4 separate regions of the Mus musculus genome follow, and all the other regions are linked to region 3. The links are chromatin contacts, called in public ChIA-PET and HiChIP or PLAC-seq maps. All regions are on one chromosome and are shown on one strand. The core of a region is the stretch at or near the end of the contact, and the rest is flanking DNA. Distances in the headings are between cores, read along the strand shown. Region 1 overlaps Herc1 (HECT and RLD domain containing E3 ubiquitin protein ligase family member 1). Region 2 overlaps Usp3 (ubiquitin specific peptidase 3). Region 3 holds the start of Rab8b (RAB8B, member RAS oncogene family). Region 4 has its middle 27 kb from the start of Usp3.

Region 1 (7,186 bases), core at 4,028-6,527, 430 kb before region 3:
TTTTCCCAGTGTGAAAAATTCACATTTTTGTCCCCTAACTTTTGGATGTGACTGTTTAAAAAAAACAAAACAAAACAAAAACAACAACAACAACAAAATACCATCCATAAATTACTACCAACAACTTGCTATATAAAGTTTTTTTAAAAGCTGGGCGTGGTGGCACATACCTGTAATACCAACATTTGAAAGGCCAAAGCAGGCAGATCTAGATAGAGTTCAAGCTTAGCCTATTTATCAGCATCGCATCTCAAACAAGCAAGCAAACAGAAGCAACAACACCAACACAAAGCTGCCTTTACACAGTACAACGTTTCTGTTGTTCCTGTGTGTCAGTGTTGAGTTGTATAACTGGATTTTTCCATCTGCATAAAGACATTGTAAGTGTTTCTCAATAATGGGTAAGATGTCTTGACTTCCCTATGTCATGGCTGAGACAGCCTCTGTTGTAAATGAGTATTTCTGAGGTATATGACTTTTCTACTTTTATGTTCTTAGTTAGCTACAGATGCTTGAAGGATTTTACTTTGAAAAAAAGTAAAAACGAATTATTTAGGAATCTTGGGAATTGTACTTGATGTGTTTGGGTTAACCTTCGAAGCCATTACCAAAACCAGGAAGAATCTTGGGAAACAACACATAACATTTTTCAGTTAAGAAGAGAGAAACGTGGAAACAGCTTGTGAGAGGTGAGAGGATCTGCTCACTGAGCCCTCCATTGTTCCTACAGGTGGCCTGTGGGCTGAACCACACCTTGGCAGTGTCAGCAGATGGCTCCATGGTGTGGGCCTTTGGAGATGGAGACTATGGTAAACTGGGCCTAGGAAATTCCACAGCAAAGTCTTCTCCTCAGGTCAGTTATGCCTTGAATATCAGTTTTTATACAACAGAAATTAGGTTTTGCTTATATCAGTACCTCTTTTACATTGGAAATGCTTTAGCTTGAACATTTTTATAATTTATAATGAAGGCTTAAGGCCTTCATTTGCTTATTCTCAAATATCCAACACTCTAGATCATGACTTTTTTTTTTTTTTTTTTAAAGATTTATTTATTTATTATATGTAAGTACACTGTAGCCGTCTTCAGACACTCCAGAAGAGGGAGTCAGATCTTGTCACAGATGGTTGTGAGCCACCATGTGGTTGCTGGGATCCGAACTCTGGACCTTCGGAAGAGCAGTCGGGTGCTCCTACCCACTGAGCCATCTCACCAGCCCCCTAGATCATGACTTTTAAAAAACCATTACTAAGGTTAAATGGATGTAAACATCCCACAAGGATAAACTTTGGTCTCTGCAGATGCTAAGTGCTGTATGACTGTGTCCCATGTAAAGAAGAGGCACCTCCCAGGTCCTTATGGGAGGGATCCATGGGCAGAGTAGCCTGCAGCTGCTGTTTCAGCATGTTACCAATGAATTGTGCATCTTTCAAAAATATATAGAAAAATAAGTGCTTATAAAATTAACTAGGAACTGTACTTCACATTTTAGGTTTCTTTGTTCTGCAGACCTCCTGTGCAGCCTTGCTGCATGGGTTTTCCTTACATATTTAATTTCCTTACATATTTAAATAGCATGACATAATTTATAACTTTGTTTTCAACTTCAGTTTACTATCATATATAGTCTGTGACAAGTTAATAGTTGCTTTGATGAATATTCAATAGGAGTGCAAAAAAGCAGACAACTTCAACTTCATCTGTGGGGAATGTAGAAGACAGCTGTTACCACCTGGGAAAGCTAAAAGCAAAGCAAACTGATGGGAAGCTGCTTGTGGTCTCACAGGAGCTTGCAATGTTGTTTTAAAAGGTCATGGTTTTCTTTGGTTTCTGTTACTCAGTGGAATGCTTCCACTTCATGGGTTCCCAAGGACATTAACCAGACTTCCTGACACTTGCATTCTCTCTCACACAGTTACTGACCAGAGCAGTAGGGGAAAAGAGTCTCTAGGAATATGACTTGTGTAAAATAAATCAGTAACAATTGCCCTTTTTATTGAAGACAGTATTTGATGTTATAAATGCCAGTAGGAAAGTTTAAGAGATATTTTTGCTTGTTTGTTTGTTTTTTTTTCCCTTTCAAACATATACTTTATACTTTTATTTCACAGAAAGTTGATGTCCTCTGTGGAATTGGAATTAAAAAGGTTGCTTGTGGAACTCAGTTTTCTGTGGCTTTGACTAAAGATGGTCATGTGTACACTTTTGGTCAAGGTAAGATATCTTCCCACCTACATCACTTTCTATACGTGTATATTATAAAATGTTTGCCTTCTAGGTCCATACAGAGTTCTGAGTGGTGTTATCCTTGTTCTCTTGCTACTCTGTGCTCCTATTTGATGAATTTGTTTTCAGGGACAAATTCCTCTCCATTAACTCTCAAGTGAGAGCCTTCACCCTTGATGAAAGAATGGCTGACAAGAGCTCTACCTCCTCCTCTCTGCTGCTGTCAGGCTGTAGAGATGGAGAGCTGTGTGAGGGCAGTGTGAGAGATGAAGTCAACTGTGACTAGAGTTTCTCCCTTGTCAGAGCACTGAGTCCTCTGAGTAAGGAAAGAGCTGGCTCAGGAGGGAAGGAACTTGCTGTAGTTATTGTGTGAGTTTGCTTTTTCCTTGGTATGACAAAGGGTCTGACAGAATGGAAGAAAGGTGGTTGTTTTATGGATGCAGAAGGATCTGTGTGTAGTTCTGTTTTACAGATGCCGAGGAGTTAGTCTGTAGTTTTATGGTCCCATTGCTCCTGGGTTCATGAAGAAACAGATTCTCTTGAGAGAAGAGAATGGCTGAACAAAGCTAGTCACCTTGTGATAGATATGAGGCAGAGAAAGGGGAAAAGGTTAGAGACAAGATAATCTTTCCAACACATGCCTCCAGTCTGGCAAGATGCCTCTCTGTATAAAGACACTTGCTGCCGAGCGTAAGACCTGAGTTCCATTGTGGAATTCACATGTGGAAAAGGAAAAATAATCTAACCTTTACATATATAGTTTGGCTTGTATGTGTGCACACACACACAAGAGGAGGAGAAGAAGAGGCAGCAGCAAATAAATAAAGGTCTGGAAAGATGACTCAGTGGTTAATAGCACTTGGTGCTTCTTTAGAGAGCCTGCCTTTGGTTCCAAGCATGTACCCCATGTGGTTCACAACCATCTCTACTCTGATTCCAGGGCATTCAACACGCTCCTCTAGTCTCCATGGGCACCAGGCATACGTGCAGGCACTCAAACATGTACATAAAATGAAAATAAATAATATTTTTAAATAAATAAATATAAGAAAAAAACAATGATATTCCTCCAATGATACTACTTCTTCTAACCAGGTCTGACTTCTTAGTAACCATTCAGCTGTGGACGAATCCATTGATGAAATTAGCATCCTCTCAGTAGCACTATTAGTTTGGATCCATAGCTTCAACACATAAGCTTTTAGGACCGTTTTATGTCCAAATCATAGCCACCATATAGGGACTTCTGTTCTAGATATACGTATGGAGATCTCCAACAGGTCATTGGGAATTTGTATCTAGGACTCCAAAGGGATTCGGTATGCGTATCTAGGTTAGGATACTGATTACACAGTGGTAATAGGTAATAGGTTTAGTCATTGATTTAAGAATCCCAGAAAACATGTAGAGTGAAGAACAGAGTAGAATTCTAGGGAATGTTAGCACGGAAGATTTTGAATAGAATATTAGCAAGGATAATGAAGAGTCTCCAGGGACCTGGGAGAGCTCAGGCCATATTTTCAGACAATTATGTGTCATGATTATTATGGCCAGAATCTGAGAGGCCACTGCAGCAACCAGACAGGAGTCAACTCAAGGTTTTGAGGGGAAGTTTTAGGGCAGCTGTACAAATTGAGGTCAGATGTCGGATGCCATGCCTAATGGACCTGGAGGTTATTGAGCAACAAGGGTAAAGAGAGAGGTGGGGTAGAAATTTGAGCTAAAACAGGTTGAATGTCATTCTTTTTAAGAACACAAGAAACTTGAAGGCCTTGTTGAACATGTGTCAGTCCTTTTAATATGAGAGTATTGAAAAACCCTCTTGCCTTGACTTACTGACTTTAGTTTTAATTTTCTATATAAATAAAAAGACTAACATTTCATACAGGAATAGCCTCAGACTTGTTACTTAAAATTTAGTGTATTTTGCTGGAATAGCAGGTTTTTGCACCATGTTGTGTACATGATTGTCATTCTTTTGTGTGTGTGTGTGTGTATTAAAACACTTTTTTTAATTAGATATTTTCTTCATTTACATTTCAAATGCTATCCCCAAAGCCCCCTATACCATCCCCCTGCCCTGCTCCCCAACCCACCCACTCCTGCTTCCTGGCCCTGGCATTCCCCTGTACTGGGGCATATGATCTTCGCAAGACCAAGGGCCTCTCCTTCCACTGATGCCTGACTAGGCCATCCTCTGCTACATATATAACTAGAGATATATCTCTGGGGGGTACTGGTTAGTTCATATTGTTGTTCCTCATATAGGCTTGCAGACCCCTTTAGCTCCTTGGGTATTTTCTCTAGCTCCTTCATTAGGGGCCCTGTGTTCCATCCAATAGATGACTGTGAGTATCCACTTATGTATTTGCCAGGCACTGGCATAGCCTCACAAGAGACAGCTATATCAGGGTCCTGCATGATTGTCATTCTAAGGCAAGAAGTTAATGGTTTCTTACAGAACACAAACTTCAGGGTGCCATCTATAACACTTCCTCTTGCTATTCTTCCAGACCGATTGATAGGCTTGCCTGAGGGACGTGCTCGTAATCATAATCGACCCCAACAAATCCCTGTCCTGGCTGGAGTGGTCATTGAAGATGTGGCTGTTGGAGCTGAACACACACTTGCTTTGGCATCAACTGGAGATGTTTATGCCTGGGGTAGCAATTCAGAAGGGCAGGTAAATGGCATATTTGCTGCTCTTGCATACTCTAGAAATCTGACGGTGTTGTTTATTTGTAAGAGTGTCTTTGTATTTTAAAATATTAGTGTTCAGAGAATCCTTTGCTTGTGCAAGAAATCTTGTCATCCCCTGTAGTCACAGGAGTAAGGGCAGGAATGAAAATGAAGAGAATGTAAAAAGACTTCAGGTCTGTGTCCTTAGTCCTTCTGTCTATCTGTATATGGAAGAGAGACGTTGGTAGGAGATGTCTGAGAGACTGATGCTTCTACAGTGGTTTTCAGCCCACAAGCAGAGCCATCCTCACTTCCTCCCATAATCTCAGATCAGAGACCCTCTTATTCAAAGTTGTTTTAGTGAGCATTTACATTCTCCTCATACCTGCATTAGCAGATCAGGAAGTTGTGGTTGCAGTAATCTTGATGAAAGGAGAACCAATGGTGAGGAGCCTTTGGGGAATTCCCTGGTTAGGTTTTGACAAAATCTTCCTTGATGTTGAACACTTAACTGCTGCTGCTAAGAGCAGAGAATTGGAGCCATGTATATTTTATATCTGTGTACCCAGAAACCAGTGTGTCTTAAGTAAGAGTTCTGGAGAGCCTTCTTTTTTCACTTAACAAGAACTCCTACCCTTTCCAAGATACCTCTTCCAAGAATTCAAGAGTGTGACCAGTTGTTAAGACTAATGCTTTTAGGGGACAGTCTAAACTTATAAGGACTACTACTGTGATAGAGAAATCAGAATTTATTCATTCGTTTGTTTGTTTGTTTGTTTGTTTTTGTTTTTCCAGACAGGGTTTCTCTGTGTAGCCCTGGCTGTCCTGGAACTCACTCTGTAGACCAGGCTGGCCTGGAACTCAGAAATCCACCTGCCTCTGCCACCCAAGTGCTGGGATTAAAGGCATGCGCCACCACACCCGGCTGAATTTATTCGTTATTGAAGTTGATGCATGACTCAGATGTTAATAGATTTCATTGGCCTGCCTTCTGCTTCTTCAATCTCTGTGCATTTGCTTTTTTATTCTTAGCTTGGCCTAGGCCACACCAACCACGTTCGAGAACCAACCCTGGTAACAGTTCTGCAAGGGAAAAACATCCGCCAGATTTCAGCGGGCCGTTGCCACAGTGCTGCATGGACAGCCCCACCAGTCCCACCAAGAGCACCAGGTGAGACGGACCATTTGTGCTCTTCCAGCTGCTCTTCTACTTTCAGTCGTGTCGTGATGCTCTATCTGCTTGCAGTTCTCACTGCATCCAACATGTCTAAAATGCATCAAGGCTTGGAGTATTCTTTTTGCTACAAGCACCATAAATATTTCATATCATGCATTTCTTCTGCAGACTTCAGTATATAGCCAAACTTCATGCCCTCTCTTTCTCTCAGTCCTCAAAGAAATCAGCATGTTTTTTAGGCAAACAAGAATTAATTAAATTAGAGCTTCTACTAAGTATACATACACTTATATAGGTAAGTATAAATATACCTGTATCGATAAAAAGGTAGCAAATAGAACTGGCCATCCTGATCCAACTTTAATCCCAGCACTTGGAAGGCAGAGGCAAAGGGATCTATGTGAATTCCAGCCCAGCCTCATCTACATAGAAAGTTGTAGGTCAGCTAGGGCTGGTAGGAAAACCCTTTCTCAAAACACACCAATAAAAAGATGGCAGTTGCTTTGCAAGACTTACTATCACAAAGGAACTGAGGAGAGCTGGGTGGAGGTGCTTCACATCGTTAATCCCAGCACTCAGGAAGCAGTCTAGGACAGCCAAGCCTACAGAGCAAATTCCAGGACAGCCATGGCCTCATAGGAAAACCCTGTGTTGAAAAACTAACGAAATAAAATAAAAGCTCTGAGGTGTTATATTTGTCACTCCAGTAGCCATTAGCAAAAAGATGTTTATTCAGTGACTCAATACAAGTCTAGTTACTGCCAGTTTATTCCATCATAAAATATGAATAGTGACTGCCTCTAGTTTTAACATTTCTTTAAGTATTACAAAATCATTATAGTCATTTTTTTAAAAGACTTGAAAATATATGGCAGGACTGAGGAAAAAGCTTACTCAGCAAAATACCACACAAGCATAAGGACCAGTATTTGAGTCCAAACATCCACAAGGAAGCCAAGAGTGTTGGCACAAATTTGTAATCCCAGTGCTAAGAAGGCATAGACAGGCAAACCCTGGGGCTCACTGGCTAGCCAACCTGGCCTGATCAACAAGCTCCTGGCCAATGGAAGAAGACCCTGTCTCCAAAAACAAGGTGGATAGTCA
Region 2 (7,050 bases), core at 4,351-6,850, 360 kb before region 3:
TTTGCTCCACACTTTGTCTCAGTATCTCCTCCCATGGGCATTTTGTTCCCCCTTCTAAGAAGGACTGAAGTATCCATGGTCTTCCTTCTTCTTGAGCTTCATTTGGTCTATGAATTCTATGTTGGGTGTTCCGAGATTCTGGGCTAATATTCACTTATTATTATAAGTGTGTTCTTTTGTGATTGGGTTACTTCATTCACGATGATATTTTCTAGTTCCATCCATTTACCTAAGAATTTCATAAATTCATCATTTTTAATAGCTGAGTAGTATTTCATTGTGTAAATGTACCACATTTCTTGTATCCATTCCTCTATTGAGGGACATCTGGGTTCTTTCCAGCTTCTGGCTATTATAAATAAGGTTGCTATGAACATAGTGGAGCATGTGTCCTTATTACATGCTGGAGCATCTTCTGGGTATATGTCCAGGAATGGTATAGCTGTATCCTCCGGTAGTACTATGTCCAATTTTCTGAGGAACCGCCGGACTGATTTCCAGAGTGGTTGTACCAGCTTGCAATCCCACCAGCAGTGGAGGAATGTTCCTCTTTCTCTACATCCTCACCAGCATCTGCTGTCACCTTAGTTTTTGATCTTAGCCATTTGATATTAGCCATTCTGACTGGTGTGAGGTGGAATCTCAGGGTTGTTTTGATTTTAATTTTCCCTGATAACTAAGGATGTTAAACATTTCTTTAGGTGCTTCTCAGCCATTCGATATTCCTCGGTTGAGAATTCTTTATTTAGATCTGTACCCCATTTTTAATAGGGTTATTTGGTTCTCTGGAGTCTACCTTTTTGAGTTCTTTGTATATATTGGATATTAGCCCTCTATCGGATGTAGGATTAGTAAAGATCTTTTCCTAATCTGTTGGTTGCTGTTTTATCTTATTGACAATGTCCTTTACCTTACAGGTAAAGCTTTGCAATTTAATGAGGTTCCACTTGTTGATTCTTGATCTTAGAGCATATGCCATTGGTGTTCTGTTCAGGAAAATTTCCCACGCCCATGTGCAAGAAGGCTCTTCCCCCACTTTCTCTTCTATTAGTTTCTGTGATTCTGATTTTATATGGAGGTCCTTGATACACTTGGACTTGAGCTTTGTACAAGGAGATAAGAATGGATCGATCTGCATTCCTCTACATGCTAACCTCCAGTTGAACCAATACCATTTGTTGAAAATGCTGTCTTTTTCCCCGTTGGATGGTTTTATTTAGCTGCTCTGTCAAAGATCAAGTGACCATAGGTGTGTGGGTTCATTTCTGGGTCTTCAATTCTATTTCACTGATCTCCCTGCCTGTTTCTGTACTAATACCATGCAGTTTTTTTAATCAGCATTGCTCTGTACTATGGCTTGAGGTCAGGAATGGTGATTCCTCCAGAAGTTTTTTTATTGTTGAGAAAATTCGCTATCCTGGGTTTTGTTTTGTTTTGTTTTTTTGTTATTCCAAGTGAATTCAAAAATTTCTCTTTCTAACTCCATGAAAAATTGAGTTGGTTTTTGACGGGGATTTCATAAAATCTGTAGATTGCTTTCATCAAGATGACCATTTTTATTATATTAATCCTGCCAATCCCTCCTTGTGTTGGAGTTTTCCATCTACTATCCTTTGTAGGGCTGGATTTGTGGAAAAATATTGTGTAAATTTCTTTTTTACTTCATTGTTAGTAGTTTCATTAAAACTAGGGTTTGTTTTCAATACTTATAAAATGTACTTTTGCTTTTAAGATAAAATAATCTGGGGTTTCTTTTGGTAATTAATGTTGGCTAACAACGAGTGGAATTAACTTTACTACTAAATATATAACTATTAAAATATCTTAATGGGTTTGATCTTAAGGCACAGTTATTTGCAATTATTCTAGTTAACAAAAAATTATTTAACTTTGAAATTGGCTTCTTTCTGGAGCTTCTATCAGATTTCTGCCTTAAGGTTTTTGAGGTTTCATAAAATTAATTTACTCATAATGTTAAATTCTGATATACTGAGGCTAAATTATCCAGTATTAGCCACATGAAGCTTTAATACACTCCTGACACTTAATTTCACAGCTACTACTATACTGAATAACATATATATCATATCCAAACTGAGAAAAGCCTCCACCTTTCTTAACTTTAACATTCTAAGACATTTGGCTTTTCTTCCTACGTTCCTGTTAACAGCATTATGGAAGTTACTAATTAACTTTAAATTCTTAATGAACTAATAAAATATACCTAATGAAAACTATCCTTCATTCCTGTGAAAGAAGAAACCATCAAATAAATAAAGTGACTTTATTAAGTAATGGTGAAGGAGCAAGTTCTTCATATAATAAGCATGTATAATACCACCAAAAAAAAAAAAATGAAACCATCTAGGATGCAGAAAGTACCTTCACAAAAGGGACAGCAGATTTTTTTAAGTTTTAAATTCCTGGGCTGAAGAAATGACCCAGCTTAACAGAGCTTAACAGAGCACCAACTGCTCTTCTGAAGGTCCGGAGTTCAAATCCCAGCAACCGCATGGTGGCTTACAACCATCTGTAACGTAATCTTCTGTAACACCCCTCTTCTGGAGTATCTGAAGACAGCTACATGTACTTACATATAATATATAATAAATTAAATCTTTTTTTTAAAGTTTAATTTCCTTTCTATACATATGTGTATCATTTCTTTATTTACAAGTATAACCAAGCACTTTATTATAAATGGCAGATACTGAAAAAAAAAAGCAAGCTGATATTCTGATTTCATGTTTCAAACTAATTACAGTTAACATCTTTAAAGTCTTTAAAAATCAAATGTATATTTTAATTCTTTTATTAAATGCTGATGTCTTGGCCTCAAATATCAATTATGGATATGAAAAAAATATACTCAGATAAAATACCCTTTCCTCTGTTAAAAGCAGATAAGCACTGTCTTATTAAAGAAGCTTTTCATGATCTGAGGTCACCTCTATTACAAAGTTTCTTTTTAAACTTCAAAATACAATTTTTAAGTAAATCTCTGCTTTGCATTCTTTAAGACACTGTCTATGCTTATTGTCCCGGCTAGTCATGAGGACTAGGCCAGCTTAGGCAACATAGTGAGGGTTCCTCCTACCATCCCACTCCTGTCCATTACAACGGGAAAAGAAAATGGAAAAGGAGGAAAACGGAAGCAGGGTGGGGAGAAGTAATCAATACCAACACTCAGGATAAAAGCACGAGTGTGAGGCCAGCCTGGGCTACAGAGCAAGAACCCATCTTAAAAGGGAGGGAGGATGACAAAAAAGAAAGAGAGAGAAAGAAAGCTGGGCAGTGGTGCCACACACCTTTAATCCCAGCACTCAGGAAGCAGAGGCAACGGGATTTCTGAGTTTGAGGCATACCTGGTCTACTGAGCAAGTTCCAGGACAGCCAAGGCTGCACAGAGAAGCCCTCTTGAAAACACAAAAATAAGGGGAGGGTGGATAAAATCTATACTTAAAGAGTTTACTTGATGATAAATTTTTGTTTTTAATTTTTAATTATAACTTAAGATGATAAAGCAGGCCAGTGGTAATAAAAATAACCGAAATTTAAGCAGTTTTTAGACATGAATTAGTTCATATTTCATAATAGTTTGAAAAGATGCCTTGGGAACAAAGTATTCTAGTAATTTTAGTATTCTTTTCCTAACTCTTCATTTCTACATTCAGCTACTGTTTACAAAGATTAGAGTTGACTAGGTCAGATATCAGTGAATTATTTGTTTAGTATTTTTAATCTATTACCTTTATATGTCTACTTACACAAAACTCCTAATTTTAATTTGTGCTTCTTTTCAACTGCAATAATATACCACATGTAATACCATTTGGTAGGAAAGGGAACAGGATGGGAAGGGAGAAACAGTACTTAACAAACAAGAAACTGAAACTTAGTTTCTATATGAAAATCCTGGGAAGATCTTCACTTTTATTGAAATCTTCATTTATCTGTTTCATGCTAATTGGATTGTCTCAAGGAGCGGGGGCCTGTGCCGCCAGACCACAACTTTTTTTTTTTTTTTTTTTTTTTTTTTTTTTTTTTTTTGGTTTTTCGAGACAGGGTTTCTCTGTGTAGCCCTGGCTGTCCTGGAACTCACTCTGTAGACCAGGCTGGCCTTGAACTCAGAAATCCGCCTGCCTCTGCCTCCCGAGTGCTGGGATTAAAGGCGTGCGCCACTATGCCCAGCCAGACCACAACTTTCACAGTATATGTTTTCTCTTTGGAGGCTCTGCTTATTTCAGAATTAAGAAGAGCTGCCTACAAGGATACCAATCTTCAGAGGGAAAGGAATTTAGCCTCTGTCATGTGGCTTCAGTCCTCTGTGATGATCAAAGGACATAGTACAGACTTGGTGCAACCTTTCTCCTGTTTTAAAGGTAGCTATCAAAATCTTTTCCACCCCAGTACTAGAGATGACCCCAGGACTATCCACATACTTGGCAAGGACATTGCCTAAAACAAGTCTGCATAAAACAAGGAGGAAAATAGAAAGATCTGAGAGGGGTCTCTGTAGTCTCCAAGGAGATTTACAAATTAGTGACATGTAGCAGGAAGTGACAAGTGTTCCAGAAGCTAGAAGTTAGTAGAGATTACTCCCCGTAGCTGGAGTTAGGAGAAGGAAATTTTCATGATAACTCATAAGGAAGGAAAGGGCAGGGCAAGACTCTCAGTAAAGGAAAATAAAGACAAAAACTGTAAGCAAGGACAGGAGAGATGGTGCAGTTGGTTAAACACTTATTACATACTCTAAGGACCTGAGTGTGATCCCCTATACCCATGCAAAAGGCTAGGGTGTGTGTGTAGCCCCAGACTTGGGGAGGCAGAGAGAGAAGGATCCCTTGAGCCAGCCTTAACCTAAATTACAAGTCCCAGCAAGAGAGCCTGTCTCAAAAACACAAGGTACCAGAGCAATGCTATCCAAACAATTATGAACTCCATACACATGTGCACGCACATGAACATATATGGGCAAAACCAAATGTAAGCCTCAGAATATCTTATAACACAAACCATAAAGGGGTGAGGAGGGCTTCACAGTTGAGTGTGGTGGCTTACAGCTGTAACTCCAGCATTTGGGAGGCTAAATCCTAGGCTCCTATAGAGTAAGGTCAAGACCAGCCTGAAATTTTAGCAAAACTTTGTCTTAAATTAAAAAATTAAAAAAAAAAAACGGACTGGGATATAATTTAGTAGTGTTTGCTGAGCATGTCCGGGGCGCTGGGTTTGATTCCTACTACTTGGGGGTAGAAGTGTAGGAAAAGCTGAAGTAAAAATGCTTAATAATCAAATATACACACAGCTTAATAATCAAATATATAAACTTTTTTTCCTTTGAACCCTATCAACCAGTCTAGCAATCAGAAACTGATGTACAAAGAAATTCATAAAACTACACCGGGAAATTATACAATTCCCCAACTCAGAGAAATCTGTTTCTCTGTATTAGTTAAGGTATAATAGAAATACTAATTTTAACCAAAGCTTCATGATCTCACAACAGTCATCAGCTCCTTTGGGGTATTTATATGGCAGTGTAATTTTGCAGGGTGGTTCCCTGGCATTCTGTTCTCAAGCCCACAAATGTAGCACTAATGTGACCCGTGCAGCTGCAGCTTCCTTCCTGCATTTCAGAAGCTCTGGGTAGCCACACACTTACAGCTCTGTTTAACCGCACACAAAAGACTGGCAATTGGCCAAGAAGCTTCTGCCACTCCTGGGTATATGCTAATATTTCCTAAATCAACTTGTCCATGAAATTATGTCTACTACCTTAGTACACTATAGCAATGTAAAGGAAATTAAATTCCAATGTCTAGTTAACAAAACTGCAAAGCCACTAAAATATCTAACAGATGTTCTTATAGCACCCTATGAAAATAATTTAATTCCATTAAGCTGATCCTTAAGATTTCCTCAAAGACTTACCATTCCCTTAGAATTTTACCAACAGCAAGAAGAGCAACAATGATTTGTTATAGTATACAGATTTAACTGTATTTACAAAGCTTCCTTTTGAACATCCTCTGCACACTAACTGATATCAAGAATGAATGCTGTCAGCACCTGCACCACACAGAATGGCATGACTTATGACTATGATAGGGAGATAAAGACATTCAAGAATGACCTGAATTTCTGCTGTCTCTAAAGCAAAAGTAGTTATAAACACAGAACACCTGATTCTATAAAACAAGAAGCTGTACCATTCTTGGATTAATGGGGCAGGGATTAATGGAGGGCTAGGATGTGAGTCCGGGTAGAGGTTTATTTAAGGCCAGGGTTCAAGCAACAGCAGCCAACTGAGCTAATGCTTAGCTGTTATGAAAAGGAGTACTCGGGCTGGAGAGATAGCTCAGCCGTTAAGAGCACTGAATGCTCTTTCAGAGGTTCTGAGTTCAATTCCCAGCAACCACATGGTGGCTTACAACCATCTGTAATGAGATCTGATGCCCTCTTCTGGTGTGTCTGAAGACAGCTACAGTATACTTAACATATAATAAATAAATCAAAAGAAGAGAAAAGAAAAGAAAAGAAAAGAAAAGAAAAAGAAAAGAGAAGAAAAGAAAAGAAGTACTCCACATCAGCAAGCAACAGTAGTGAGCACTGCCCTGTGTGTGAACATCTCAGAAAATACTAATTTTTACAAAAATCTTCATCTGCCTCTAAGTTTCTCTCCCTTCTATCTTTTCCAGGTCTGACCACTAAACGAGTAGGTGTTTGAATGACTTAAACCTTTTACAGATTTATTCAATAGTTAAATGCCAACTATGCTAAACCTGTAAAACATTAAAAGACCTGAAAAAGCACTGGTTTAATTTTCTTCCCTTGGCTGGACATCTTCCCACAGACAGTGTGAGAAAGGACTAGCACGCCCTTCAACAGAAAGTGTGGTTCTCAGGGATGCCTGGAAACAGGCAAGGCAACACATGCACAGTGCTCAGGAGGCTGAGGTAGGAGCCAGCCTAGACCAAACAGCAAACTCTGTCTCAAACCACTTACCAAAAGCAAATCAACAAACAGGGATATTTGTACTTTAAATGCCCA
Region 3 (7,773 bases), core at 4,200-6,699:
TTCCCCTCCTGCGTTTTTCAGTATAAAGACAATGTTGCTGTTGTTACCACTTAAACCCGCCTCCTCCCCACCCCTACCCCCAAACTGCTGCCTGTCAAAGGGTGGCTGAAGCTCTTTATTAAAGAACACTTAAGACAGATCCATATTCGTCCCAACACTCAGATTGCCCATGCCTGCATTTCTAGAAAGGGTTTTTTTCATGGCCTGGAACACACATCAGGGAGAGGAGGGTAACCCTCTATCACTCACCACGAAGGCCTCCTCTGCCTAACATCGCTAGCAGCACAAGCACTGAAATGGGAAGTCTACCCGGAGCCCTGGAAGAACATGAAGACACTAAAATAGGCTTTATGCACAAAATGTTCCATTTGAACTTGCATGCTCTTTGGTATTTTAGTTTGAGAAGTTGGAACCAAGGAAAACAACTATGAAGATGAAAATCAAATTCCTCTATGTATCTGGCTTATGCTCAGCCAGATGTTGACATCATTTTAGATAAAAATGTAAATATGACAGTTGGTTATTTAGCTAGTAAGTCTTGATAAAAGTTTTGGAATGAGACCAACTAAAAGCAGCTTTACATTTTAAGCAAGGGTCAAGAAACTGGCTCTACAGCGGACCAGTTAGGAAACACTGTTGAGCACGGTGGGTCACAGAGGGTCTTCAATGTGTATTCCTCATAGTTCTTACTTTTAACAACTTCTTTTAAAATGTTAAAAACAAAAACAAAAAACAAAATGAGAAAACACTCTTAGCACAAAGCAGGCTGCAGGCCCAATCGGGCCCATAGGCTATACTGGATAAACTGACTCAAAGACAAATGAAGCCAGGAGAGTGAGTGGTATAGACAAAATGCCTAAGAGTGCTCTGCTGGCATTTTGCATCAACAATTACCAGTGTGGGGCTACGAAATGATTTGATGAGTTATCTCACATGTGGAAGGAATGTTAATGGCAGGGTGCACTATGATCTCTTGACCTGAAACTCCAGGCCTGGAAGGAAGAATAAAGGCCGTATGTGGAGTTATCCCTCCCCATACAGAGTCTCTCAGGACCATTTCCCTTCCCTTAATGCTAATGGAGATGGAAACACCTTAACTTCCCACCCTGACAGACACTTGTGCAAGTCCAACTACTCCCAGGAAAATGTGGATTTACAGAGAGGATCAAACTCATCCCAGCGATGAACGAGACACAGAGTTGGACTTGGAGCTTCAGTAGTACTCTGCTGGAGATGAAGAATTCGCATTTGTCAAGCTGAGACAGGGCATAAAGTGGATCATTTCTACAACTCACTCCACGTCAAACAATGACTACACTAAATAATGAAACCACTCAGGAAATACCTAACAGGAAGAAGGGGGCAGGGCAGAGGAGAGACGGGGAAGGGAATCAGCTTAGAAGGTCCCATTGTAGGGCAGAGTTGGGTCCTCTCAGTTCTACCAGCACCTTGTTTAATACAAGGCCATTTCAAGATGTCTGGGTGCCCTCATATCCATATTAAAATGCACCCATAACCTTCAGGAAACATACATGAAATAGTTTCACCATTTCTATCTAAACATTATATTTATAAATATTCACCTAATTGTTAATTATGATTATGTAAGGGAAGGGGCTGGAGTCAATCTAAAGTTTTTGGTTTTTTTTTAATTTTTCCAACATTTGAGCTAGTTAGTTGGCCTGAGGCATTAGGCCTGTAATTTCAAGTGACTAACTCAGCTTTACTTCATGATTTGCAAGTATTATCTGACTAATAGACTAAAAGAGTTCCAGAAAGCCACGTGAAAGAAAAGCTACCTTTTGTCACGCCAAAGAACAGGAAGGACTCCAAGTGGCAAACCTTTGAGAAACGAAGAGTATCTGAGACAACTGAACCTAGACTCAAAATGACTGTCTCCTCTTTCATGGATCCCCCATCCACAGTCTAAAGACAAAAGAACTGTTTTTAAACACGTAAACACTAGCAATGCACAATTAAAGCAAAAGCATATCTTCATAGTAAAAGGCAGACATGGGATGTATCTGCCAAATACACACAAACACAGGCCCTCAGAAGAGCTCTTTCCTGGGGCGTGGTGCTTATCAAATTTGTCAGCAGTACTACAAGAAGACCTTGTCAAGCTCAGTCACAGTAAAGCCCAGGACTTTACACAAATGGACACTTAAATTATGATAGGAAAAGAAGGGTCACCAACTGTCACTGAAACAACTTCATAATGGAGGTGTGGTGTGGAGCTTATCGGGAGTGACATTGCTGCTAGAAACTGTGCTTGTGGCCAGTCAGGAGTCTGTGGAACTTTTCTCGAGAGTAGTGTGAACTTCACCCGACTGTTCAAGCGTAATTGCAACTACACAGCATTTTGCTTTCAGGTATATAAGTTCTCTGGCTGTCTGCTACCACTTCCTGTTGGAGTTCTGGGGCTAAGTAAAAGATATGGGAGTTTCCCTCCTCCTATCAACTGAAGACATAGCTTGACACTATATTCACCACATTCACCACACAGAAGGTACAAAGACCAAGAGTTCACATGAGACTCACCATGTATATATACCTCCTAATCTCAGCTGTCGAAGGGTACCTGCTTTAATGTTTTAAATGTAACGTTTAAAGTGTGAAATGTAATACACTACACACACACACACACACACACACACACACACACACACACACAGAGATCTGTTGGGGTGGGGTGGCTAGGGATTAAGTCCAAGGCCTCGTCCATGTTAAGCATATACTATATAATTCAGTTAAACCCTTAGCCAAGAAAAGTGATTTTTAAAAGATAGTGTTAAAAGGTCCTTACAAGAAATGTGGGGGGAGTAGGGCGCTGGTAAATCTACTGCCGAGGAATCCAAGGAATTTAACATGCTGTATTAGTGAGATTTAGTCACTTTCTTTTCATTTTTTTTCCTTTTAAAAAAGTTTATGTGCCCATGTGTGCGCCTGGGTGGGAGATGTCTACGTGTGAGCGCAGCTGCCCAGAGAGGCCAGAAGAGGAGTCAGGAGCCCTAGAGTTGGAGTTGCTGGCTGACAGGTATTTGTGAGCCACCTGCTATGGGTGCTGGGATCTAACCTTGGGTCCCCAAGAAGAACAGCAGGTACTTTTAGCTGCTGAGCCGTCTCTCTTGCCCCAGACTTACTCAGTTGTGAAAGTTGAAGCAGGAGGAAAGTTCTGAGAAGTTTGCACGTGGAACAGACACTGTCCCCCACCCTTAACTTCTTAGGAACTGTCCTTTCCAAGCTGAGCTGCAGCATGCAGTCAACACTGAAGAAGAGTCCTTTGGGGCTTGGAAACTGATACCAGAAATGAATGTCCTTTAGCAGCTGTACCAGCTTGCACCAAGTCTCTTACAAATACACTTTCGAGAAGGGAGATGACATTTAAAATCTGCTTCCTCAGAAAAGTCCCACTCAAGACTAACTGCCAAGAACTCGCAACTCAAACTTCCTTCAGCCCAGATATCACAACACCCAAATTTCCATTCAGTCTGTAGGAAAAAAAAAAATCAGAATAAACCATGGAGACTCTTTACCAATACTTACACTGGAAAGTGCTCGATACCTACTTTTAAAATGTCACCTATTTTCAAATGCCACAAATATTTAAACACGGATTTTGTTTTGTTTTTAATTCAAGGTTTTTTTCCTGCATAAATGTATGTACACCATGTAAATGTCTAGTCCCCACGGAGGCCAGAAGAGGGTGTTGTATTCCATTAGAATTACAGGCAGTATGAGGTGCCAAGTGAGTGCTATGAACCAAACCTGGGTCCTCTGTAAGAGCAGCAAATCCTCCTAACCACCATAGCAACTTTCCAGCCCCTTTGACATACTTATTGTCAACACACTAGTTCCCCATTACTTGTGGATCACCTGGAAAGCCATTTGAAAAATGCTTTAAATAAGCTAGTATTAGAGGCCAGACAACCAAAAAGCTGATGAGTGAGTGGGCCACTGGACTGCAGCTATTTAACAAAGGAAATAATGTTAAGGTCATCCTACTGAAGGTTTAAAAGCAGTTTTGATGTGTTCTTCAGTTTACAACTTAAAGATCCTGTTTACCTGCACACAATGTCTTTTACTGAAGATACAAGAGCAGCTCCCAGTGAAGAGTGAGAAATTTTTTTCTTGAGTCAATTAGAAGTAATTGGGAAATATACAGTATGTTATGATTCACCTACAAAGTAATTAGAATCAAAGGAAACTACACAGGGAGGCAGGCGGAATGTACAGTCAATCACTTGGCTTGGATGTTACCAACTACACGAGCTCAAGAATTTACAAAGTTGAGAAACTTACTGCTGCTTCCCAAGACACGGAATAAGGCGGTGAACAATAAATTTCTTCTAACCACATCATCTCCCAAAGTCCCCAGCCCCTTTAATTCCTATAAACACTCAAAAGATTTTTAACACCCCGTAGACATTACTCCATCATTAGTCACTTTTTAAATCTCGATTCAAAGATGTCAAGAGAAAATGGAAACCAGCGTTCCCAGTTACTAGGGAAAGTCCTGAGCCCCGCGTTTTCCATTTCCTCTCTGATCTCTCAACCCCTGCACTGCATCCCCTGCTTCCCCTTCTCCTTTCTAGTTAACACTCAGCTCGCCTTCACTTTCTCCACCAAGTAGCCTCAAGTCGCCCTCGGGTCCTCCTGAGTCCTTCTCCCACCTACAATCTTCTGCATTTTCTCTTGGCATCTCTGTTCACACCTTTAGAGTCAATGTCGTTTTATCGCTTGCCTCCTGATCATTCAGTCAGTCATTCCCCTCAATTCCCTGTTGACCGCCTCCTAGTCTCACTTCTCTTGTCCCTGGTGTCCTCTGCCCCTTTACTTCATTTGAAGCCCCTCTTTGAGTCCTCAAACCTTCATTTCCCTCTTCACATTTCCTTCCTCTTTCCTGTCTTTCTAACCCACGTTCGTATTCACTCTCCCTCCCCTCCTTCTCTTTCCGTACGATTTCCTGTGTTCCCCCGACTCCGTCCCTCTGGGACGCCGCTGCCGCCGCCGCCCCGGAGCCCCCTCGTGTCCCCAACACCCCTGGTTTCCGATTGCTCCGGTTCCCTTTCGTCCGTCCGCAGTTCCGCATCCCCATCCGTCCCTTTCAGCCTCTCCGGCTCTCACTGCCCTCTCCGCGGCCCTTCGGGGTCCCCTTCTCCGGTCGCCAAGCCCTCGCGTGCCCTCTCCCAGGCCCCCAGGCACCCGCCCCCCTCGTCTCAGCTCCCGTCCCGGGCCGCGGCCGCTCCCTCACCGATGGTGGAGATAAAGGTGGTGTTGAAGGCGTCCTCTGAGAAGCGGAACAGGAGGCAGGTCTTGCCAACGCCGGAGTCGCCGATGAGCAGCAGCTTGAACAGATAATCGTACGTCTTCGCCATCTTCTCACTCCGGCCCTCTCTGACCGCCAAGAGCAAGGAGGCGGTGGAAAGCAGCGCGGAGGGGGGGCCTCTGGCGAGGGGGCGTGTCTGCCAAGCCACCCGCGCCCCGCCCCGCCTCTCGCCCCACCCTCTTGAGGCGACAGGCTCGCTCCTCCCCGTCCCAGCCAATCTGCCCGCGCCTTGTCATCACCCTCCGCCCCGCGAGGCTTTATGGGATTTGTAGTACTCTGGGAGAGCCGCGGGCGTGCCTCGCCCAAACTGTCCGAACAACCTCCCTGGATAACAAATCTGAGTGATGTAGGGTGGTGTGTTAAGACTTTCCATCCTTACAGGGAAAAGACGCTTCGTTTCAAACTCCTCTTCTTTTGCCAAGGGAACTTGACTTTGTTGTTTCTTTGTTTATGGGCATCTTTCAAATCCAAGACCTCGGAATCTAAGTCCTGCAGTTCGCTCATCTACTTGCCTGAACCCGGAGCTCGGCAAGCTTTCTTTGGAGATGCAAAGGTTCACGAAGTCTGTGAATTAGCTGCAGAGTATTACCCAGCCTCTCCCGTTCCCGCCCATTTCCTAGGCCCCCTTCCACAGCCCTTCAATTATAGAGCTCAAGGAGTGATGTTAGCGGGCTAATTTCATTCCCACTTGTGCCTTCTGAACTACAGGCCACAGCCAAATGCGATGATCATTTTAGAGGCTCTGCTTCATAGATACCGCCTCGCGCACCGCGGGAGGATGAATTCTTGAGAAAGAAAGAAAGAAAGAGAGAGAGAGAGAGAGAGAGAGGGAGGGAGGGAGGGAGGGAGGGAGGGAGGGAGGGAGGGAGAGAGAGAGAGAGAGAGAGAGAGAGAGAGAGAGAGAGAGAGAGAAAGAAAGAAAGAAAGAGAGGAGAGGGGAGAGAGGGGAGAGAGGGAGAAGAGAAGAGAAGAGAAGAGAAGATAAGATAAGAGAAGAGAAGAGAAGAGAAGAGAAGAGAAGAGAAGAGAAGAGAAGAAAGATGTGGGAAGGCTTGTGCTACGAACAGCTTATAAAATAGCGCCACCTGAGACAGGTGACGGGAACTTTGGCCATAGAAGATGTAGAGATTTAGATTTGGATTTAGTCTTTGCTAAGCCACTTCACAGCTGTGTGAAGTCTCACAGGCTTGACACGTCTCAGTTTTCTCATCTGTAAAGACGAATGAAAAACAAACTACTTCATAGGTTGTAGTGAAAATTAAATACTGAGTGTGAAAGCACTTTGAAACTTGGTAAGGTGCTGTGAAGTGTAGGTGTTAGTTGCGTTTAAATTTATCACTCCTCAGGAGGCTTTCAATTAATGGGTGGCAAAAGGAAGGGAGGAAATAGCACTTTGATGTATTCAATTCAAGCCTTCATTATTTATTACCCTAGACTAATTCTTTATTGTTCAGTGCTCTTTTATCTGCAAGTGGCAGAAACCCAGCCAGATCAAGCCCCTGTGAGACAAGGGTTTACTATCCAGATCATGAGGAAGGAGTGGCTAAGGGGGACCAGGAGCTTTATCTTGTCAGAAGTCTCTGTCTCATCTCTGCTTCTTTTTCAGTTTTAATTTAAAATATGTTAAATACCAACTGTCCTAACATACACACACACCAACAAAAATTCTTTTGGATGCCTCCATTTTTAAGAGTATTAAAGGGGCCCTGCCTGACAACAAACTATCTAAAACCCTCTAGGACAAAACTTACCTTAGAGACAAGGAAATACCTTCTAGCAGAGGTTGTTACAGGAAGCAGTGGAGTTAATCATTAGAATAATAATAAAAAAACTGGACAGTTAATTGAACACATTGACAAATTCTTCTAAGATTCAACAATGCCTGTGACTTCATGTACAATATCAGCAATGTTGCATGTCTGGTCCTATTGTAGCAGAAAATTTAGTTGTTCCTAATATTGACCATCACTTCCAGTGTAGAGAGAAGATGAAAGGTATCATTAGCTCATACTTATTGATCACACAATGCCCAGAGGGCAGCAGCTACTTTTGCCAACTTAATATCTAATGTCTAGAGTATGCCTTAGGTCAAAGCTGCCTTCAAAGTCATGGTTCTGAGGAAGGACTAAGTTCCCTTTGGAGAAGGGATCCCTGCCTTCTGGCATCAATCAAGCTTCTTTGCCCAAGCCAAATTCTGAAGCATGCCTCTGAGTAGGGCTTCACCAGGGTCTGAATGGTCCATGGCTCAGGTCCATTCCTTGGTCCTCATTCATTGAACAGAAGGAAAGAAGTCTTCAAAGTCCATTGGAGTTTTCCTAACTTTATTTTTAAATTTAAATCATTTTTTATCTTTATTGTGTATATGTATGTAATGGGGGCAGGGTTTGTGTCATGGCATATGTTTAGAGATCAGGAAAATATTGTGAGGTTGTTCTTTCCTTTCA
Region 4 (7,720 bases), core at 3,193-5,692, 300 kb before region 3:
CATCTGTATGCCATGGTACATATATGGAGGTCAGAGGAAAAACTGCAGGTGTTGGCTCCCTCTTTCTTTCCACCACATGTGTTCTGAGGAACAGACTCAAGCACCCCTACCTGAGGGCCATCTTGCAGGCACTCTCTCTAATTGTGTGTGTGTGTGTGTGTGTGTGTGTGTGTGTGTGTGTGTGTGTGTGTGTTTAAGTACAGCCATGCATGTGCCATAATACATGTGTAGAAATCACAGGATGGATTCTAGGGATTGAACTCGAGTCATCAGGGCAAGTAAGTCCTTTTTACCCACTGAGCCATCTCTTCCCCCACCCCCATCTTCTTGATCCAGGGTCTCTCACTGGCCTGGAACTTGTGCCACAGCCTGAGCTGACTGGCCAGCCAGCTCCAGGGAGATCCACCTGTCTCTGCAGAATTTATTCCACTTTATTCCACATTGCTCAGCTTTTTAAACAGTGACTGAGAACCAAACACTGACGGACGGAGCCATCTCAGCTGTTGTCCATTTCTAATTCCTAAAATGTTATTGGCATGTTAAAGTTTTCGAAAATCATTGAGTTGTGCTCTTCTAGACCCAACAAACCAAACAAAAACAGAGTCACTTACACCAAAGGTACTGTACAAAGTTACCAGCGAAAACTAGCTCTTTCTCAGAAATAGGAGCACAGAGGTTTCTCCCCGAAGAGCAGGGTCAGCCTGTGTGATAAGTTTCCTGCCTATAACCTTCACAGGGAAAGTGACTTTCAAAGGACCAGTCTCCCCCGACCCCCAGTTCCCTTTTCTGCCCTGCAGCTCCTTCCTGTCTGGAAGCTAGTCTCTGCTCCCTTAAGGGAACATGTCTTGTGTTTGAGTTAGAATGAGGTGCTGCCTGGACCACAATTAAAATCACAATTAAAAGTCAGATCATATCTGCAAACTTACTGTGACCGTGTGCCCCAGTGACAGAGAGATGACTAGTCCCTGCAGGTTTTCAGAGGACGAAGACATGTAACTGTCAGAAACAGGAGACAGTTAATGATCTGAACTGAGTTGTCTGATGTGGGACTAATAAGTCACTGTTGTGTCCTCAATGAGTATGTCAACCTCCTGAGTGTTAGGATCACAGGTGTGTATACCACATACAGTTCTATGCAGTCCCAGGGACCAGGTCTTCCTGTGTTAGGCAAGCACTTTGCCACTGACCTACAGTCCCAGGTGCAGACCTGGGTTCTAGATATCAGCAGCAACAGCCCCTAATATTGGTATAACTCAGAGTAACGGCTTATCCTCCTGACCCTCAAGCTCTTCATCTGTGAACTGGACATCATGACGCCCACTTCACAGGACTATAAAGATTAAATATAAAGAAAACCATGTACAGAACAGGCACCCGACACATAGAACAGGTAGGTGTAGGCAGAATGCGATTTCCTGTTCCTGGCCCTAAACCAAGCACCCCTAGCATCATCCAAAGGTCACACAGCTCAGCCTAGTCCTCCCAGGGGGGAGATGGCAGGATCCCAGGGCCTTCAGGTGTCAGTAGCCTGAAATTCTGCCTTTGGGGAAGACCGTGGACTCCCCAGCCCTTAACACATTAAAACAGTGATCTCCATGCTCCCAGTCAGTCCAATCCCTTGCAAATGCTTCACCCTCAATGCCTCCCTCATAGTATCTGGTGGTGCCTCTTCAAACATTCACATCTGGGTAACACACCCATGTGGTACTCTGAGAAGCCCTGACTCAGTGTTGCCTCCTGCTGGCTGTATTGATAGCCGGCTGGTGCTACACACACACACACACACACACACACACACACACACACACAAACACTGACCCTGTCTTGTTCTGGGACTCCTGAATCCCTGCAGGCCAGGCTAGGTGTGCCTCATTCAGGGGACTTTTCCTCCACTCCCCATGAAGGAATATCCCAGCTTCCATGTATCCTTCAGCAGCTTCCCTCTTGCCTCTCCTCTATAAGTTTAGCTTTATCACCTCCCGGCAAGTCCTCTGGGGACTCCCTGCTTTGCATAGAACAGCTGTTTTAGGTAGGAAAGGGGGAGAGAGCATCTGGACTCCACATCCTTCTATCCAGCTTTGAGAAGAATGAACTGCTACTTAAAGTTTATTGGGCTCCTGGATCAGTTTCTTCACTGGTCCAACCTCAGAGGCCAGAGGAGTGTTGTGACCATCCACTCTTAGCAGATGGGGAACATTTTGAGGGCAGAGACTGTTTCCAATTTTTAGAAAACAGAACAGTTGCTGGGCACTTAACACACGTAAACAAGACTGTGTCTGTGAGAAGCCAACAAGAGCCCACAGAACAAGAGTTACAAAAGTTAGCCAAGTTGGTGGTGGCGCACACCTTTAATCCCAGCACTCTGGAGGCAGAGGCAGGCAGATCTCTATGAGTTCGAGGCCAGTGAGTTCCAGGACAGCCAAAGCTACACAGAGAAACCCTGACTTGAAAAACAAAACAAAAATAGTTAAGAGTTAAGAGGGGAACCCCCAGTTTCCCAGCAGAGGCCCTGCACTGTGAACCCCTTCCCTCAGGCCTGGGAGAACCCTCTGGGCTGCTATTGAGAAGTCTTGGTCCTTACCTGAGGAGCTGCTGCTTGGCCCTCTACTTATTTGATGGGGTTGATTCTATCCAATTAGACTTGAAGTATTTAACATCTCAGTGTCGGGTGCTAGGTAAGGCAAGTGTGCCTAAACTGCTGATGGCCAACTTCCTTAGTAACATAATTCCAAGAGTAGAACCCAATTAACAGATATTTGAATAGGGGCAAGATTGAGGCCTGGCAACACAGGTCTGTAATCCCAGTCACTCAGGAAGCTGAAACTCAGGACTTCAAGTTCAGGGGCATCTTGGCTTACAGAGTGAGTTCAGAACCAGTTTGGCTAACTTAATGAGACTCTGTCTCACAATACAAACTCAAAAGGTGCTAGATGAGCCAGGAAGATGGCATAGCCATTAAGGTACCAGCCTGTTTGCATGAAGACTTGAGTCCAGTGCTCAGCATCCAGGTACAAGGGCTGGGGCGGAGTCAGACGTCAGTAATTCCAGCACCGGGGAGGCAGAGACAGGATGATCCTGGGGCTTGCTTCCCAGTTTGTGAGTCCCAGGTTCAATGAGAGACCCTGTCTCAAACACTGAGACAGAGAGCAGTTGAGGAAGACACCTGATGTTGGCTTCTGGTCTACAGGCATGCTTACACCTGTGCTTGGACACATTATGTACACTCACACAGAGTTTTAAAGGACTGGGGAGGGAGGCCCAGTGAGCTGTCTCAGTGGATTAAGGCTCTTGCTGCCAAACCTGATGCCCTGAATTCAATTTCTGAGACTCAAGTAGCAGAAGGAGAGAAGGGAGTCATGCCATTGTCTCTGACTTCTGCATGTGCACCATGGCAGGAATGTGCTCATATACATATAAATACATGCAAGATACATAAATGAGTATTTTACAATATTTTTAAGGGTCTGGGGACATAGCTCAGCAGTAGGCTGCCTGCCTAGCATGTGCAAATCCCTACCTTCTGTCCTTAGTACTGGGGGGTGGGGGGAGAAAAGATTAAAAGAATAATTAACCGGGACAGCAGCTGAATAAGAGCACTTTGGACCATGTGATGCTGGTTGGAATTGAGGGAGGGGACCACCTCCCTGGCCCTCATGATGAGACCTCTGAGAGTCACAGGAGAAAGAGAAGTTACACCAGACAGGCTGGGCTATTGGCAGTTGCTCTCAGGGAAGTTGGGGAGCGCCCGCTCCTCTGTGTGTGTTCTTGAACATGTGTATACCTGTACTTTGGTGTATGTGCTTGTATGTGCCTGTGTGTATATATGTGTATGTGTGTATGTATGTGTCTGTGTGTGCCTGTGTGTGTACTTATGTATGTGTATATGTATTTGTGTATGTGCTTTTGCCTCTATGTGTGCCTGTGTGTGTGAGTGCGTGTGTGTGTGTGTGTGTGTGTGTGTGTGTGTGTGTGTGTAGCCATGGAGCTAGAACAGGAAATCAAGCAGGGAATGGGAGCCACAAATCAAGGAGGGAAAATAAACATAGTTAAAACTGCTCTCTTAAACTTTCTCTCTAATGGAAATTTCCAATTTTGACATCCTGGTTAGTTTTCAATATAGTGGAAAAACAGCCATCTATTTTCTGTAAGCAATTCTCATCCAAAGACAGTAGGGAAGAGAAAAGGGTCAAAGTGAGCTGGTGGAAATAAAACAAGCAGCTGGGAAATTGCAGGAGAGACTGGACATGTCATCCAGACCTTCCAAAGAGAGGCAAAATAAGACAGGGAGGAAAAACCCAGAACTGAAAAATGTTTACATTCCTATAACCACAAATGTGACGCGAGCTCAGAGCCTGGCGGTAGTTAACAAAATAGAGCTGACTTCCAAGTGGAGGCTGCTGAGTAATATTCTGCTCCTGGTTGCCCTGGTAATTACACATCTGCTTAGCAGTAATGAAATCATATCAGGCCAAGACCCACAAGAAGGTTTCTAGGCTTCTGGCCCAGACACTGGCCTTGTGAGTGGAGGAAACAGATTAGATAGCCGTGAACGCCTCAGGCCAGCCCAAGCTAGTCACTGATATCACTGCCTGGCAGGAAGAGAGCCAGGGACCTCAGGCTGGGAAGTCCCAGTGTGACCTCTTAAGACTGCTGGAGGGGGGATGGGTATCGGAAACTTACACTAGGAAGGGGATGAAAGAGAGCAGAAGTGGAGCCCGCTCTGCTGGGTAATTGATTTCTGAGTACATCGTGGAGAGGTCAGGGAGAAGGCAGAACAAACAGGTCCTTAAGGCCAGAGGATAACAGACATGCAGATACACAGTCGAGCTCTGAGGGAGAGTGGAGGAAACAAAGCTTACAAGAATTCTCCTTCTTTATCATTCTTCTTACACAGGGCATGTTGGTATACCAAGAAGCTTAGCATATACGCAAACGTACAAAAGGAAGGAATTAACGACGACGACGCTCCAAATCATAACCATGAATCACCATCATCAACATGTCATCACTGGTTATATCTGTAGTATCTTTTCAGATGTGTTTGTACGTATGTGTATTTGTGTGCATGCATGAATGTGTGTGTGCCTACATGTGGAGACCAGTGGACCCCTTTTTTTTTGGCCTGGAATTAACTAATAAGTCTAGGCTAGCTGGCTGGTTGGTAGCTGAGGCTATCTCTGCCTTCCCAGCTCTGGGGTTACAAGTAATGCCAGCATATCCAGGGGTGTTTTTGTTTGTTTGTTTTTTGAACATGGGGCCTGGAGGTCAAACTCTGGTCTTCATGCCTCGAAGACACGTAAGGGAGTGAATGAGGGAGAGTATGGTCTGAGATGCAGTTCTACTGAGGGTTGGAAGAGCGTGTCATGTGGTCTGCACGCTCAGAAGAACAAGTTGATGAGGATACCGTTGATTTATGTTACATAACAGGAGGTGGGGCTTTCCTTGGACACTAAAGAGATAAGAACCCATTGGAGCCCGGACCAAGGAGGGAAAGGAATCTGGCAGAATCTTGCTCTACCTATTTCTGTGCAAGATACTCTGGCCAGGGTTGGGGTGGGGGTGGCAAGAAGTCAGCCTCAGAACTGAAGACAAATGTTCCCCTTCTCTCTCACAGCAATTAGAAGGTCTGGGTTCAAGTCCTGTTTTGCCACAGTGCACTGGAATCAGTCACGTCTCTCTCTTGAAACTTCATAGCTCCTCACTCATAAATTCAACTCGAAGCAGCCGAGGGTGGAGATGTTCTGGAACTTGGTAGAGATGGTGGTTAAAGCACTGGGATGGTTCTAAATGCCACTAAGTCCTATGTTTTAAAACAGCCGGCCCGATGTTATGTGAATTTCACCACATGTGAAAAACCAAACCACCCTAAGAGTTGTCTTGTGGATTAATCCCATCTAGTGGGTTTGTCTGAATCATCACGCTGATGTGGGCCAATGCAAAATTAGTGTCATTCCCTCAGGGGCATTAACTCTTCTTGGCCTGGCTGTCCCCACAGGCTCTCAGCTAACAACTTATCGTGATTCCTTCTAAGGTGTTCCAGGCATGTAGTGTTATTGCTTGCTATAATCCTAGCTGTTGTACGTCATTGTCCCTCCTCTTCTTGGTCCTAGCTACTCAGCAGGGAGTGGGCCTGTGCTTGGCCACTCGGGTGCACAGGAGCAGGATGAGGGATGTTGGAGGTAAATGATGCTGAGGGCAGAGGAAGTGACCTGTTCACAGCCACTCCCTACAGCTTCTACCACCTGGGTTATCCCCATGTCTTGGCCAGGGCCTCGTCCCTGTACTGCTGGAGATGGGACTGACTCATTGGGTATTGTACAAGTTTCCTCAGGCAGGGATTGTCCTGGGCCTGCTGGGAGGGGCCTAGAGGGGCCTAGATATGTTGGTGTTATGTGTGTTTTGGGGGTAGGGGAAACAGGTAGCCCAAAGGTTCTCACCCCAACACACTATCACCCAGCTAATATCCAAGCTTCCTTTTAGGATCCTTCCCTGTCCTTCTTGTTCCTAGTCCTCTATGGGTAAAACCATCCTGCTTTCTAATTCAGAACGTGCTTCCTGCACTTACCAGGAGTTAGGAGTCATACTGAACTCTCTCCTTCCGGCTGCTTGCTCAAGTTTGCATTGACTCCAGGCTAACTCACAACTCCCTTATTCAAGGAGGACAGACACTCTGTGGTTTATAGCGCCCTCTTCGATTGTCTGTAGTCTCTTGCGGTTGTTGCACAACTAAAGATCTAGGACAATAGTCATTTAGGGGGAAAATGGAGAGGGGCTAGAGACATGGCAGTTAAGAGCGGTTGCTGCTCTTCCAGAAGACTTGGGTTCAGTTTCTAGCACCCACATCAGGCAGCTAACAAACACTCCAGCTCAAAGGAAATTAGTATCCTCTTCTGGACTCTATATCTACCCTCATACATATGACTCGAGCACGTGTACACACACACACACACACACACACACACACACACACACACCACTAAATACACATACACATTAAGAAAAAAAAACTTATAAAAAGACCTGGAGGGAAGCTGGGCAGTATTGGCACATGCTTTTAATTCCAGCACTCAGCAGGAAGCAATGGCAGGTGGATCTCTAAGTTGGAGGCCAGCTTGATCTACAGAAAAAGTTCCAGTACAGCCAGGGCTACCCAGGGAAACCCTGTCTTGAAAAAAAATAAAACAACAAGAACAAAAATGGGGGGAATAGGAGATCTTTGTTCACAAATCTAGCCCTTGTCACCCATTAGGCCCCTAAGGTGCTAGTACGTGGGGCAGCCTGGCTTTTTTTTTAGAGAGATTTGTCACAGGGTAGACCTAAGAGGTGGTGCTTGGTAGACGAGAGTAGGAAAGATCTCAAGGACTCTGGCCTCTGAGATACATCTAAGAGATTCAAACTAAAGCAACAGACTCCACCATGCCTGCAATGCTATCCCTTCTCACTCTCTGTGTGAAAACCTCCTTTCTGGGCATCCAGGAAGTCTCCTACCCCTCCCCCTTGTTATGCCAAGGGCCTGTGACATATCAGGAGTGGAAGATCAAAGTGCTTACTCAGCACTGTGTCTGTCTTCTCTCCCCTGTGGCAATCTATTGGAGGCCTGGTTTGTCTGTGAATTGGTGCTCTGAGTTACAAAGCACTGTGTTAAAAAAAAAAAAAAAAAAAAAAAAAAAAAAAGCAGAGCGTGGTGGCACACACCTTTAATCCCAGCACTTGGGAGGCA

What was found. ChIA-PET counts read pairs in DNA pulled down with a chosen protein or histone mark. HiChIP or PLAC-seq counts read pairs in DNA pulled down with a chosen protein or histone mark.
Region 1: a contact with region 3 is called in an RNA polymerase II ChIA-PET map of memory CD8 T cells, with 92 read pairs. The contact joins the enhancer-like site here to the promoter of Rab8b in region 3. A contact is called at or near these places in 4 of 39 promoter capture datasets (the C10 cell line, embryonic stem cells, fetal liver and 1 more), 6 of 115 datasets of contacts at active chromatin or transcription factors (the 230-238 cell line, bone marrow-derived macrophages, fetal liver and 2 more) and 1 of 9 other capture datasets (liver).
Region 2: an RNA polymerase II ChIA-PET map of effector CD8 T cells shows a contact between it and region 3, with 31 read pairs. The contact joins the enhancer-like site here to the promoter of Rab8b in region 3. A contact is called at or near these places in 3 of 115 datasets of contacts at active chromatin or transcription factors (the 230-238 cell line, effector CD8 T cells and stem cell-derived neural progenitor cells) and 1 of 9 other capture datasets (liver).
Region 4: an H3K4me3 HiChIP or PLAC-seq map of bone marrow-derived macrophages shows a contact between it and region 3, with 3 times the contacts expected there. The contact joins the enhancer-like site here to the promoter of Rab8b in region 3. A contact is called at or near these places in 2 of 39 promoter capture datasets (the 3T3-L1 cell line and fetal liver), 3 of 115 datasets of contacts at active chromatin or transcription factors (bone marrow-derived macrophages, effector CD8 T cells and microglia) and 1 of 9 other capture datasets (pancreatic islet).

The regions. Positions count from the first base shown.
Region 1 is chr9:66,487,219-66,494,404 of GRCm38.p6, forward strand. It overlaps Herc1 (HECT and RLD domain containing E3 ubiquitin protein ligase family member 1), which reads left to right. Exons shown (of 78, transcript NM_145617.3): 67 at 731-853; 68 at 2,112-2,214; 69 at 4,740-4,909; 70 at 5,938-6,076. Among named protein-coding and RNA genes, the nearest start is that of Fbxl22, 24 kb to the right of the region's middle. Within about 2 kb of position 5,278, at least 28 of the 459 cell types and tissues checked have an H3K27ac peak or open chromatin away from gene starts, as enhancers often do. A contact at or near this core is called in memory CD8 T cells, where this site is marked.
Region 2 is chr9:66,554,836-66,561,885 of GRCm38.p6, forward strand. The region is part of intron 3 of Usp3 (ubiquitin specific peptidase 3); the gene reads right to left. Among named protein-coding and RNA genes, the nearest start is that of Usp3, 35 kb to the right of the region's middle. Within about 2 kb of position 5,601, at least 71 of the 459 cell types and tissues checked have an H3K27ac peak or open chromatin away from gene starts, as enhancers often do. A contact at or near this core is called in effector CD8 T cells, liver and stem cell-derived neural progenitor cells, where this site is marked.
Region 3 is chr9:66,914,256-66,922,028 of GRCm38.p6, forward strand. Rab8b (RAB8B, member RAS oncogene family) reads right to left here and starts at 5,450. Exons shown (of 8, transcript NM_173413.3): 1 at 5,255-5,450. The coding sequence starts at 5,378.
Region 4 is chr9:66,616,284-66,624,003 of GRCm38.p6, forward strand. No RefSeq gene overlaps it. Among named protein-coding and RNA genes, the nearest start is that of Usp3, 27 kb to the left of the region's middle. Within about 2 kb of position 4,443, at least 165 of the 459 cell types and tissues checked have an H3K27ac peak or open chromatin away from gene starts, as enhancers often do. A contact at or near this core is called in microglia and pancreatic islet, where this site is marked.